Linked DNA regions of Mus musculus: region 2 is linked to region 1. A link is a contact called in public Micro-C data. All regions are on one chromosome and are shown on one strand. Each heading gives the region's core, a stretch centred on a gene start, on an enhancer-like site or on the middle of the called end of the contact. The rest is flanking DNA. Distances are from core to core; before and after follow the strand shown.

Region 1 (5,440 bases), core at 1,450-3,949:
CTTCAGCCAGAGGGATTAAAGATATTTTATCCTAGCTGGATCACACAGAGCTAGAAAGTCTTTGGATGTGATCCCTTGCAAGAGCAGCCATGTTGTTGGATTAAAATTCTTGTATACTCTATTTAGCTGTTCTTCTTCTTTGTGTGCATTAGACTAGGATAAGGTGGTGGGATCAAAATGAACTTCACCAGGAACTTAATGGCAGTTCCAGAATCAAACATTCAAGCCTTTGCACAATACAGCTGATTGATATTCACACTGAAAACTTGGCAAGGGCCCCTTTCAAAAGGTTAGGCTTTTTCCAACTGTGACACTTCCTTAGTCATTTAAACATGTGATTAATCTTTCAAAATTCTAAATGTATTTTCACTAGTAATTCAAAAATAAGAGAAGAGTTGTAGTCTGTTTTGATTCCAAGTGTTTAGAGATGAGAAATTGAGGCCTTGAAACTTTAGTGCTGGAGGATCCTATAGTGGACCACTAGTGTGGCAGACTAGGGACAGTCAACCCAATCAGTCCTTGATTTCTGCACAGCTGTTCCTCACCACTCACCACTCACTGCCTTCCTTTCAACAGATACTTAGCATTTTTTAAAAAAATAAAAGTCATGAGCATACAGTCATGACTTGGAAGTCAATATCTTGGAAGAGGGTTTCTTTCCCATGCAAAGACTTTATCAACAGTTTATACAGAGGGATAACACAAAACTTCTATACAACTTGTCTTTGGAACTATTTTATAGCTTTCTTAAAAATATGCAGGTTTTTAAACAAACAAAAATAAAAATTCAATAATAGAAAAATATCACTTTGAAAAACCTTTCCACTATAGTTAAGTATAAACTTGGCCCATTGTGGTCTTTGAGCAGCCCATGCTTGTGTTAGAAGGGAAGCTAAGGACATATTTATGTGAATGCAAAATTAGAAACAAATAAACTATCTTCTCAAAATGAGAATGTTTGAGCCCACGATTATAGATCTGGTTGGTTTGATCTTTAGCAGTCTGGTGAATTTCATTGTGTCTGTTCCTGCCAAATTGTACCAGGAACTGGTAGCATGGCTGAGCAGTTTGACTACATCACTCTAACACAAATGTGAGCAGACAGGTTCTGTCTTCTTCATGAACATGTTCGTTGGAATCAATGGAAGTGGGTGTGGTTCACCTAGAGAACTGGCTGGTGACAGTTGGGTGATACACTAACAAATAATGTCTATATTCTTATGGCTAAAAATGGTGGCTCATGCTTGAGATTCTAACCCTTGGGGGCTGAATCAGGAATATTTTGTGAGTTGGAGGCTAGCCCATGCTACAGGGTGAGGTACGGTCACAAAAATGATAAGAACAAAAAGAAAATACCTTATGGTTAATATTTAAAGTCTAGAAAGTAAATGATAGGGAAATATAACAACATTTACTATTTGATTTTATTCAATTTTTTTGGATCATGTAAGTGTAAGACTTAAGTGAGATTATCTTGTATATTCATTCCACGTGAGATTTGACTTAACTTTCCCTCCCCAGAACTTATTTAGACATTATAAAATTTCTGATTATCAATGGGCTCCTCAGCTCAAAAGGAGAACATGGTCTTGTTTAGTTGATATGTTCAGCACACTTTACGTCTGTGTTGCCCAGGAAGGGCTTGGGGTCAGTCTGAATTGGGATGTTCTGTATGCCATCATTCCTGGATTTTTACACTGATGATAGTGATCTGAGCTCAGACCCTTGGTGGGGAGCACTTTAAAGACTGAGCCGTTTCCTCAATCCCAATGAAATTTTCTTAGTTCTTGAAAGTGTATGGTCAAGCAGATAAAATTTTCTCTGTTTTTCCATGCACAGAACAGGCATCACATCACTGTACACATTCCACTGTCATCATAAGTGAAACCGCATGTCAGCTACACGATGCACAGTGTAGTTGCCATATGAGTGTACCTTTTGTTGTTGTTGTTGAAAAGGTGGAGAGACAGATCGCAGTAATCAATAAATTTGTCTGGAAAACTCAAGGAAGCCAAGGTAAACAAGGAACCAAATTAATAAAAAGGAAAAGGGTGCTCCATATTGATCATCCCTTTGAATATGTTCATCCTAAAAATTGAAGAAGCCATAGAGATGAATACAGATGAGATCTAAGACCTTATGAGGCCACACTCTCTATCTATCCTTTATCATCCTAGGGCAGTAGAACAATATCAAGTGTCTATTAAGAGTTTAAGTTTTTAGTGAAATCAACTGAATAACACATAAATAAATTTAACTTATAAAAATGACGTCTAGAGATATTATTTGTATTTAATAAAGAAAAGGAATAAAGAAAGATTAGGAACCAGAATGCGAACCAACCCCTGAAGTGTCTCTAGATATTTGTGGCTATTGTATATTTAATTTAATCTAATCCATTTTGGTTTAGAAAGAGGAGAAAAGTCTCTTTGCTTTCTGAAATTCATATATTTCCCTCACCAGAACTTCTGTGCATCACCAGTTCATGCAAAATTTATCAAGAATATGACTTAACATGGAGGTTCCTCTGTCATTCCTAACTCAGATCTGCCAGAAAATGTTCAATGCAAGAGTGTGCTGCCAAAAGAGAAGTGTCTTTTGAATGATTGCCACAGCTGACGTAAACATTCAAGGACTGCTGTGTAATAGCCCATTTATCATACATTAACCACAAAACCCATGTCCAAATAACTCTAGGCTTCTTGCTTGAAACCACAAAATGTGGGGCAGCCAGACACTGGGAGAACTTCCATCCTAGCATTCCACAGCCTCCGTGTGAGGCTTGAGCTTCAGATTTTCAGCTCCTAAGAGTGGACATATTGAAAGTCTCCAGACTTGAAGGATCATCCACGATACCAGTATCCATTGTCTCTGAATTTGTAAATTGACTTTAGATTAAAATTCAAGTTATGATCATGAGTTAAGACATAAAATGAATCAACATGCAGATTACTAGGAATGTATGCCAGGACTGACAATAGTTTATGAAAGTGGTTTGTGTCATTTCATTTCCTCTTTTATTTTGGTAAATGCCAATTTGAAAAGGAGGAGAAAGAATGTGAGTCCAAATTTCCATGCTTCTGAGGTATATGTGGGTTGGTAAGATTGAGGGTCATGGCTGCTCCAGTTGGGATGGCCTGTATGATCTGGTATGATCTGCATGTGTTAGTCTGTTTCCTTTATGACCCAAACTGCAAGCTGTATTGGAAGTCCCTGTGGGGTTGCAGCAGGAATGGAGTTAGTAGGAGCTTTTGTAAATTCCAGCATGTGGGAAAAAGGATTGGTGACTGGACTCTCAGTCACTATGTAATAATAGAAATAAAATGTGCACTTATATAATGACAATCTAGAAATAAAAATACTGCTACAGGAGTGTTTGTCTAGCAATTGTCAGTTAGACAGTTAATAATACACAGTATTAAGTTTGGAGCTAAGACAAAAGGATGGACCATCCAGAGAATGCCCCACCTGGGGGTCCATCCCATAATCAGCTACCAAACTCAGACACTATTGCATATGCCAGCCAGATTTTTCTGAAGGGACCCTGGTATACCTGTTTCCTGTGAGGCTTTGCCAGTGCCTGGCAAATACAGAAGTGGATGCTCACAGTCATCTATAGGATGGGACACAGGGCCCCCAATGTAGGAGCTAGAGAAAGTACCTAAGAGCTAAAGGGGTCTGCAACCCTATAGGTGGAACAACAATATGAATTAACCAGTACCCCCAGAACTTGTGTCTCTAGCTGCATATGTAGCAGAAGATGGCCTAGTTGGCCATCATTGGGAAGAGAGGCCCCTTGATCTTGCAAACTCTATATGCCCCAGTACAGGGGAAAGCCAGGGCCAAGAAGTGGGAGTGGGTGGGTAGGGGAGCAGGGCGGAGGGAGGGTATAGGGAACTTTCAGGATAGCATTTGAAATGTAAATGAAGAAAGTATCTAATAAAAAATTTACACAGTATTTATACTAAGGCTGATGAATAAATGATAGAAAGTTCTAGAAATAAATTTCTATCATCTCCTGGCCCATTACTTGTTTTCCTTCCTCCTTGACCCCTCTTCTACCTGCTTCTGCCCTTTACCTCTCTTCTTTCATTCTTCTCTTCCTTCCTCCTCCTTCTGTCACGTGAAAATCACCTGTTTAGAAGTGAAGGCAAGGCCAGTGACTCGCAGTGAAAAAAAAATATTTTGTGGCATAATTTAATATGATTAGAAAGAACTATTCTAATTTACCCACAGTCATTCTCAAATGCTGACTAAAGATTGAAATTTTACCACTAATATGTCTATCTTACAATCAAAAGCTTTCCTACCTTTAAGCATATAAATATCATCTTTATCTACCTATTCCATGATTCTCTTGAACACTTTTTTATTCCGTGGATTGAATCTCAAGAGAAATCATGGCATCTGGGAAGGCAAGATACAAAGGAAGCCACAGAGGAAAAGTTGAGGCTTACTTTATGGGTGTGAGTAATTTGGCTCTTATGGAGAGTGTCTGTAGGGCTGTTTCATAGGCAGATGCATGGCTGAAGCACAACTATGATGTTGGAGCTCTAGGGAAGCAAAGCAAGTTAAGTTATTTTTGGATGGCGTTCCATTTAAAGGACAGAAAGATATAAGTTCAAGCTCAAGGGACACACATACACACACACACACACACACACACACACACACACACACACACACACATGCACACACACACACACACACACACACATGCACACACGGGGCAGGGGAGTTAGCTATGAGAGAGGGAGACAGAGACAGAGAGAGGTTGAAAGCAACAGAATTAAAATATGAAAATATATAGAGATTTCTAAATGTAAGTACTAGCCTTGAGTGTTCGGGTATTCTTGCAGGTAAAAGCTACACTTTGGTCTTATTTAGGTTTTACTTCAGAAGGTTGGAGAAACGTTTACTGGTATCCCTACTTAATGACAGGAAGCAGTGCCTAGGCATCCAGAGATCACCAACATCTGTGGTTTGATTGATTTTATCATCCATCCCCTTATGCTATGGAGCTGTTTCAACTTACTTACAAACTAAATAAACTTTATCTTAAAATAATAATAACTTGTCTAAACACTGTTGAAGCTTCAATGCATTTATTTATTAGAGCCAGTTGATAAAAAGAAGGGCATGCTGTATATTAAGACATGTCTAATATTTATTGACTAGAGGGAGGTGTTTCTTTGGATGTTTGTATAGTTGTTTCTTGGCCAGGAGGATATTGTTCTTCTCCCCATGGCTCTCACGGCCGTTGTGGTGGTCCAGAGACTTCAGGAGGCCCTTGTCTCTACTGAAGTCTTTTGGCAGGTCAAGACTCAAGGAAACAGTGAGCTATCTCTGTGTTGTGGTTTTTTAAGATATCCTCCTCTTTGCTTATAGCTGATATGCAAAGCTCAAACTCAGTAACAGCTCAAGTATACAGCGAGTGCAA
Region 2 (5,440 bases), core at 2,143-4,642, 120 kb before region 1:
TCCAACCCAGCCCCAGAGGCATCATTACTTTCATGTTCCCTCCTTTCTCTCTTATTTATATCTCTTGAATTCTCTTTCCTTTCAAAAGACTTTGCAAGTTATTGTGATAGAGCAGGAAGGTCGCTGAGTATTCTAATGATGGTGATCACAGACATTCATTGCATGCTCAATGCCAAGGTACCCCACTGAACCTCTAATTGACCTACTCCCTCTTTTGTTCAGTGAATGAAGTCTTACTAAAACTTCAAACAAAACGAAATCTGGAGCGTTAGCTAACAAATGGAGAAAAATAGATCTTTAAAATAGTTCATGAGCTACATAGAATACTTGAAACAAGCTGAAGCTTGGTAGGATAAAAATACTAGATTTAAACAATCAGCTTGTGTTTGTATGTGTATGTGTGCACACATATATGGTCATATGTGTTCATGCGCACGTACAGGCCAGTGGTCAATGTCAGATGTTTTCTCTCACTGTTTTCCATGTTATCTTTTTGGGATAAGGTCTTCCATCCAACACGGAGCTCTTCAGTTATGTTTGCCAAAGAGCTTCAGGGATCTTTGTATTTCGCAGCCTGGACCCCAGCACGGCTCTCATGCATTCATAGCAAGCATTCTGCCCACATATCCCTTCACCACCCTGCTCCCTCAAATAACTGGCGTCTTGCATAAAGAATAGATAATATCGGAGCCATTACTGAATATAAAACATACTTTAGGCTTAAAGCTAATATAAGTCAAACACTCAGATCTGCTGCTAAACACTTCAGTCTTTTGCTCTAGTCTAGTGACTGTTGTCAGCATCGTCCGCATCAGGGAGTTCCCGGTCTAACCCCATTCACTGTTGGTCACACAGGAAGTGCTTCCTTGAGTCCTGGGCACCACATTTTAAGAGGGAAGTTGACAGCCAACTGGAACATGTTCAAAGGAAGAACGGCAAAGGGTCTGGAAACCATATCATACTAGGAGTAGCTGGGGAATGCGTTCATTTTGCCAGAGAGAATGACAGGTTGGGTTAGCAATTTCAAAGGCTGTTCTGCAGTGGGTGGACGGGAGGGGTGTAGACGTTGTGACACAGTTACAGATCTAAAAAGGATGGAAAAGCTTGCTGGTGGAGAGTTTAGGCTCCCACATGAAAATGCTTTTGAAACAATTAAGTTCATCAGGAATCGGGTGTTTGAGTCATGGCAAGCTGCCGACCAGGGGAGCAACGCGCAGGCTCTGAGTGCCACCTGTGCCAGCCGGAGGGGCCAGGCTGGGGCTCTCCAGAGGCTGTCACGCCATGACTTACTTTCCGTAAGAAGCAGAGGCAGCTCTGAGGTAGACTGGAGACAGAAGAAGACGTAAGCACTAAACAGAGTCTTCGTGATGATACATGAGTGTGTTCTGGGGTAGGGCGGGGCTTGGGACTAGAACCACTGTGTAGGAAGGAAGAACAAATTGAATACTGTTGTCAGCATCTGCCTTCCTGTGGTCTCTAAGGCTTTTGAAGGTGCGTGTTTTGTGTGTGTGTAGTCACCATTCCATTGGATGGTGTGTATCTTTTGATCAAGCTGATCTCTGAGCACAAATGGTGCATATGTAGACAAGAATTTGATCTTTCTTGATTCTTTTGCCATTCCCTCTTTCCCTAGCTCCTTCTGCACATCCTGCTGCTTTTACTCCTCTCCCTTCATTTGTTCCCTTCCTCCTGTACTTCCTCTCTGGTTTATTTTTCTAACAAAGACGCACAATTTGGTGTGTGTATCCCTGGGTGCGTGCATGCAGGGCTTAATGCAAGCCTTTAAGAAACACTACCAGCACATAGTTATTTTGTAGCCTCAAAACCCTGAAGTCTTTATTCTAGACTAAGAATTTTATTTTTTGCAAATAAGTTCTGACATTGCTATTTGCTGACTTCACAATTTGCAATCTCTCTTCTCTCTCTCTCTCTCTCTCTCTCTCTCTCTCTCATTAAAGCAGACAAGGCAGCATAATAAACTATGGTGAAGTTATTAGTAAGATTTCAAGATGACACCAACTCAGCACATATTGAAAGACGAGATGAGGGTCCCTTTTCCGGTTGTCACACATTCCAGGCAGGCCCAGCCCGCTTGCCTCATGTGGTTTGGGGCCTTTAGCTACGGTGCAGGTCATTAACTGGTTGGGGCAGCAGCAGCACATTGTTCTGCTATTTTCAAACCACAACAGCCTCTGTGGAATCCAGGACCCATAAAAACACAGTTCTGATGCAGCCTGACAGAGGCATAATTCAAGAGAATTCCAGTGAAGCTAAGAAAATATGAATCGGTTTGGGGGAATCAGCGGAACCTTATTTAATCAATTGACTCAACTAATTTAAAACTATAATTTTGAGTGCTCTGTGTGTGTGTGTGTGTGTGTGAAGATATCTAAGACTAAATCTGATACGAGAAGTTTCTACTGTATAATTTTGCTATGAAACCCTCACTCCAAAACAAAGAAAGCCAGAAAATAAAGAAAAAGAGAAAATTCTAGAAAGAACTGTGCCTTCTGCACCCTTTCTTTTTTTCACTTTTCTTTGTCTATTCCTTTCCTTTCCTTTCCTTTCCTTTCCTTTCCTTTCCTTTCCTTTCCTTTCCTTTCTTTTCCTTTTCTTTTCTATCCTCCTTCCTTTTTTCCTCTCCCCTTTCTTTTTCTTTTTTTAAAAATCACTCCTCTTTTGTATAGATTTTTTTTTAAGTAGTTTAAGTAAACTTACTAGAAGGTTTTGATTTCAGTCTGGATTTTTTTTTAAGCCTCAAATGAAAGGTTCTCTTTAATCAGATAATTGTCCAGCCAGTAATTTTAGCTTCTCTGTGACACACCAGTTGGCAGGTACAGAGGTCCCAGCCAAGCCTTTGTCCCCACCCCCCATCCATGCCCTTGGGACTGTCTCCGAGCTTCACCAGACATCTCCTCACTAGAGACTCCAACATCACAAGCATTGGGAGTTTGGGAAAGTAGAGCTAACTGCCAGAGGTGTCTATGCAGAAAGCACAGAGGCAGCTTCTATGGCTTCATTTACACCTGGGAAAGGAGAAACGGGCTGGTGTGCCGCAGCTCTCTTTCCTCCAGGGCACCAGCCTTTCTGATAAATGCTGTTTCATGAGATCTTGCCTCTAAGGTTATCTAGGAGGTTTGGGCGAGACTTTAAGTCAAGCTAACTCCTGGGTTTCATCTCCCCTGTCGTAAGTCCCCCAGTCCCACTCCTACCGGAACACCATGTCACACAGGCTGGGAAAATTATCCTTCAACCCCACTGTCTGCTGCTTTTCTTTGTCTACTTCTGGACTCATCACGTTCTCTGGCAGCCATGAATGAAATGTAGCGTGCTCAATGACTGACATCCATTAGAGCCCTTGGACAAACCCTGGGCCGCCTTTTGAAAGGCCTCTGGAAGAGAAAAGACTGTGTGCTCTTTGAATGTGGGCCCGCTGAACCGCTGCCAAGGGCAGCCCGTTCCATTCAAAGGGCTGAGCGAATAAATGAGAATAACGTCCTTGGGGACCCGCAGGATCAGCTTACTCTGAAAATGCTCAAGCTTCACAAAGGGTCAGAGTCACAAGGTAAATGAAAATGGCCAGGAGCGGACTTTGATGGCTGAAACACTGTAACAGTAGAGGGCTTGAAAGAAAATGTTATTTAATTTTTTTTTTTTTTAAAGAGGCAGTTAAAGGAGTGGGGAAAAGTCGGGAAAATCTCAGAAGGGTGAAGTCTGTTGATAACAGAAAAAAAAAAAAGATGTCTGCAAGGTCATCACTGAGTGCTCACTGGTTACACACTCACTGTGTAAATGGGTGTGTATGCTTATAAAAATGTGTAAGTATCTACATTTGTAAACACTGGCCAGTACCTTTATTTATAATTAATAAAAAACTGGGTCAGATTTCTGAGCTCAGTTGCTTGGTGATTTCTACCCAAGTCACCAGTCACAAACTCCAGAGATGAACCCTCAAATATGACAGTCTAGAGAGTCCCCTTTTACTTTTGTTTATGCACTGTCTCACTTGGAATGCTGTCTATTGGTAGCGTTTATGGAAATACTTCAGAAGCAATCTAAGAAAGGAAACCAGAAAACCCACAAAGCTCTTCATGCAGTTCCAGAGAGACCCCGAGAGTCACCTTCCACAGGATCACTCCTCTGCCCCTCAGACCCGCAAGCCCCTGCCTCTTAGATGGCCTTTAGACCTATAGGCAGTGGTACTGTCAAGAAACCATTAAGGACTAGTTATATATACCTCAGTCAGGGGACCCCCTACTCCTCAACCTCCTCAAACAAAAACTTCTGAGTCCTCCATTGTTTTTCAAATTAAAAGAACATTGAAAGTAAGAATTGATAATTGTGTTGTCAACGTGCAACGTGCGGGAGGAGATGCATGGCTTCCCTGCCTCTGCAAGGTCTGCTCTCTAGAATTGATGCTAGCTAGTGAAACCAAGCTTGATTCAACAGGTTGAATGTGCCAGCTTTCTTCCGAAGACACACCCACTGAAAGCATTGCAAAGGAGATGAATTGGAGAAGAGTCTTCACAGATGTGATCTATCTAAAACATTGGAAAGAGCGCAGTAAGATCAAGGGTGGGCTCTTACTTTGATAAGAGGCAAAGGGGGAAGACAGAGAGCAGAGATGTGAAGACCTGAGGGGTGGATTGTGTGCCTGCAAAACAAGGACCTGGAGTGTTGTCAGCAGCTGCAAGCAGCCAAGTGGTTGCTGGAGTCGGATTCTGCCTCTGAGATACCAAGGACACCTGGATGCTCAACTTCCGGCTTCCACAACTGCCACGGGCTGAGCTTCTGGTGTTTTAGGCTGTCAGATTCATTCTGGTTTGCACTGGCAGATTCAGGAAAAGCCATTTACGGGTGGCGACAGCTGTGTGCTGTTGTGACCACACCGTCATCCAGCTTGGACTAGCTGGTCCCCAAAGACCAATGGGGTAGTTTCAAAGCAACTGCTTGAGTTTACAGGTACACTGGCAACGAAGATCACTCTGTTGAAGATTTCTCAAGATACAGGTTTCTGAGAGAGTGGCTACTTTAGTTTCTAACTTAACAGGCACACCTTGGTATAGCATCATTTATCTGAGTTTTTTTTTTTTTAAAGGGGAAAAAATGTTCTTCCAAGTTCACCAATATACAGGAAAAGGCTATTGTTATACTGATGGTTCTATCAGAATTCTATGTAGAAACTGTTTCTATTAAAAGAGGCCACCTTATTCTACCCAGAACAGCTGCATATTTACTGTGCATTAGCTGTTGGGTAATTGAGAATTGATATTTAGGTTTTTTCTACTTGGGCTTACTGTTTGGTACTTATATATAGGAATTGTACTTTGCGTTAATAATTTAGTTGGTATTTCGGGGTTATTATGTAGCACATTATAATTTTTCCACTTAAATAAATGGTGCCTTCAGATACTGTTTCTTACAGAATGTGGGATTCCCC

The links. Hi-C and Micro-C count contacts between places; a contact is called where the count stands out from the background.
Region 2: a Micro-C map of muscle stem cells shows a contact between it and region 1, with 5 times the contacts expected there. The contact joins two enhancer-like sites. A contact is called at or near these places in 1 of 15 datasets of contacts at CTCF or cohesin (the NIH/3T3 cell line) and 1 of 484 Hi-C or Micro-C datasets (muscle stem cells).

What each region holds. Positions count from the first base shown.
Region 1 is chr10:23,555,265-23,560,704 of GRCm38.p6, reverse strand. No RefSeq gene overlaps it. Among named protein-coding and RNA genes, the nearest start is that of Gm47843, 17 kb to the left of the region's middle. Within about 2 kb of position 2,699, at least 34 of the 459 cell types and tissues checked have an H3K27ac peak or open chromatin away from gene starts, as enhancers often do. A contact at or near this core is called in muscle stem cells, where this site is marked.
Region 2 is chr10:23,672,828-23,678,267 of GRCm38.p6, reverse strand. No RefSeq gene overlaps it. Among named protein-coding and RNA genes, the nearest start is that of Gm35291, 36 kb to the left of the region's middle. Within about 2 kb of position 3,392, at least 45 of the 459 cell types and tissues checked have an H3K27ac peak or open chromatin away from gene starts, as enhancers often do. A contact at or near this core is called in muscle stem cells, where this site is marked.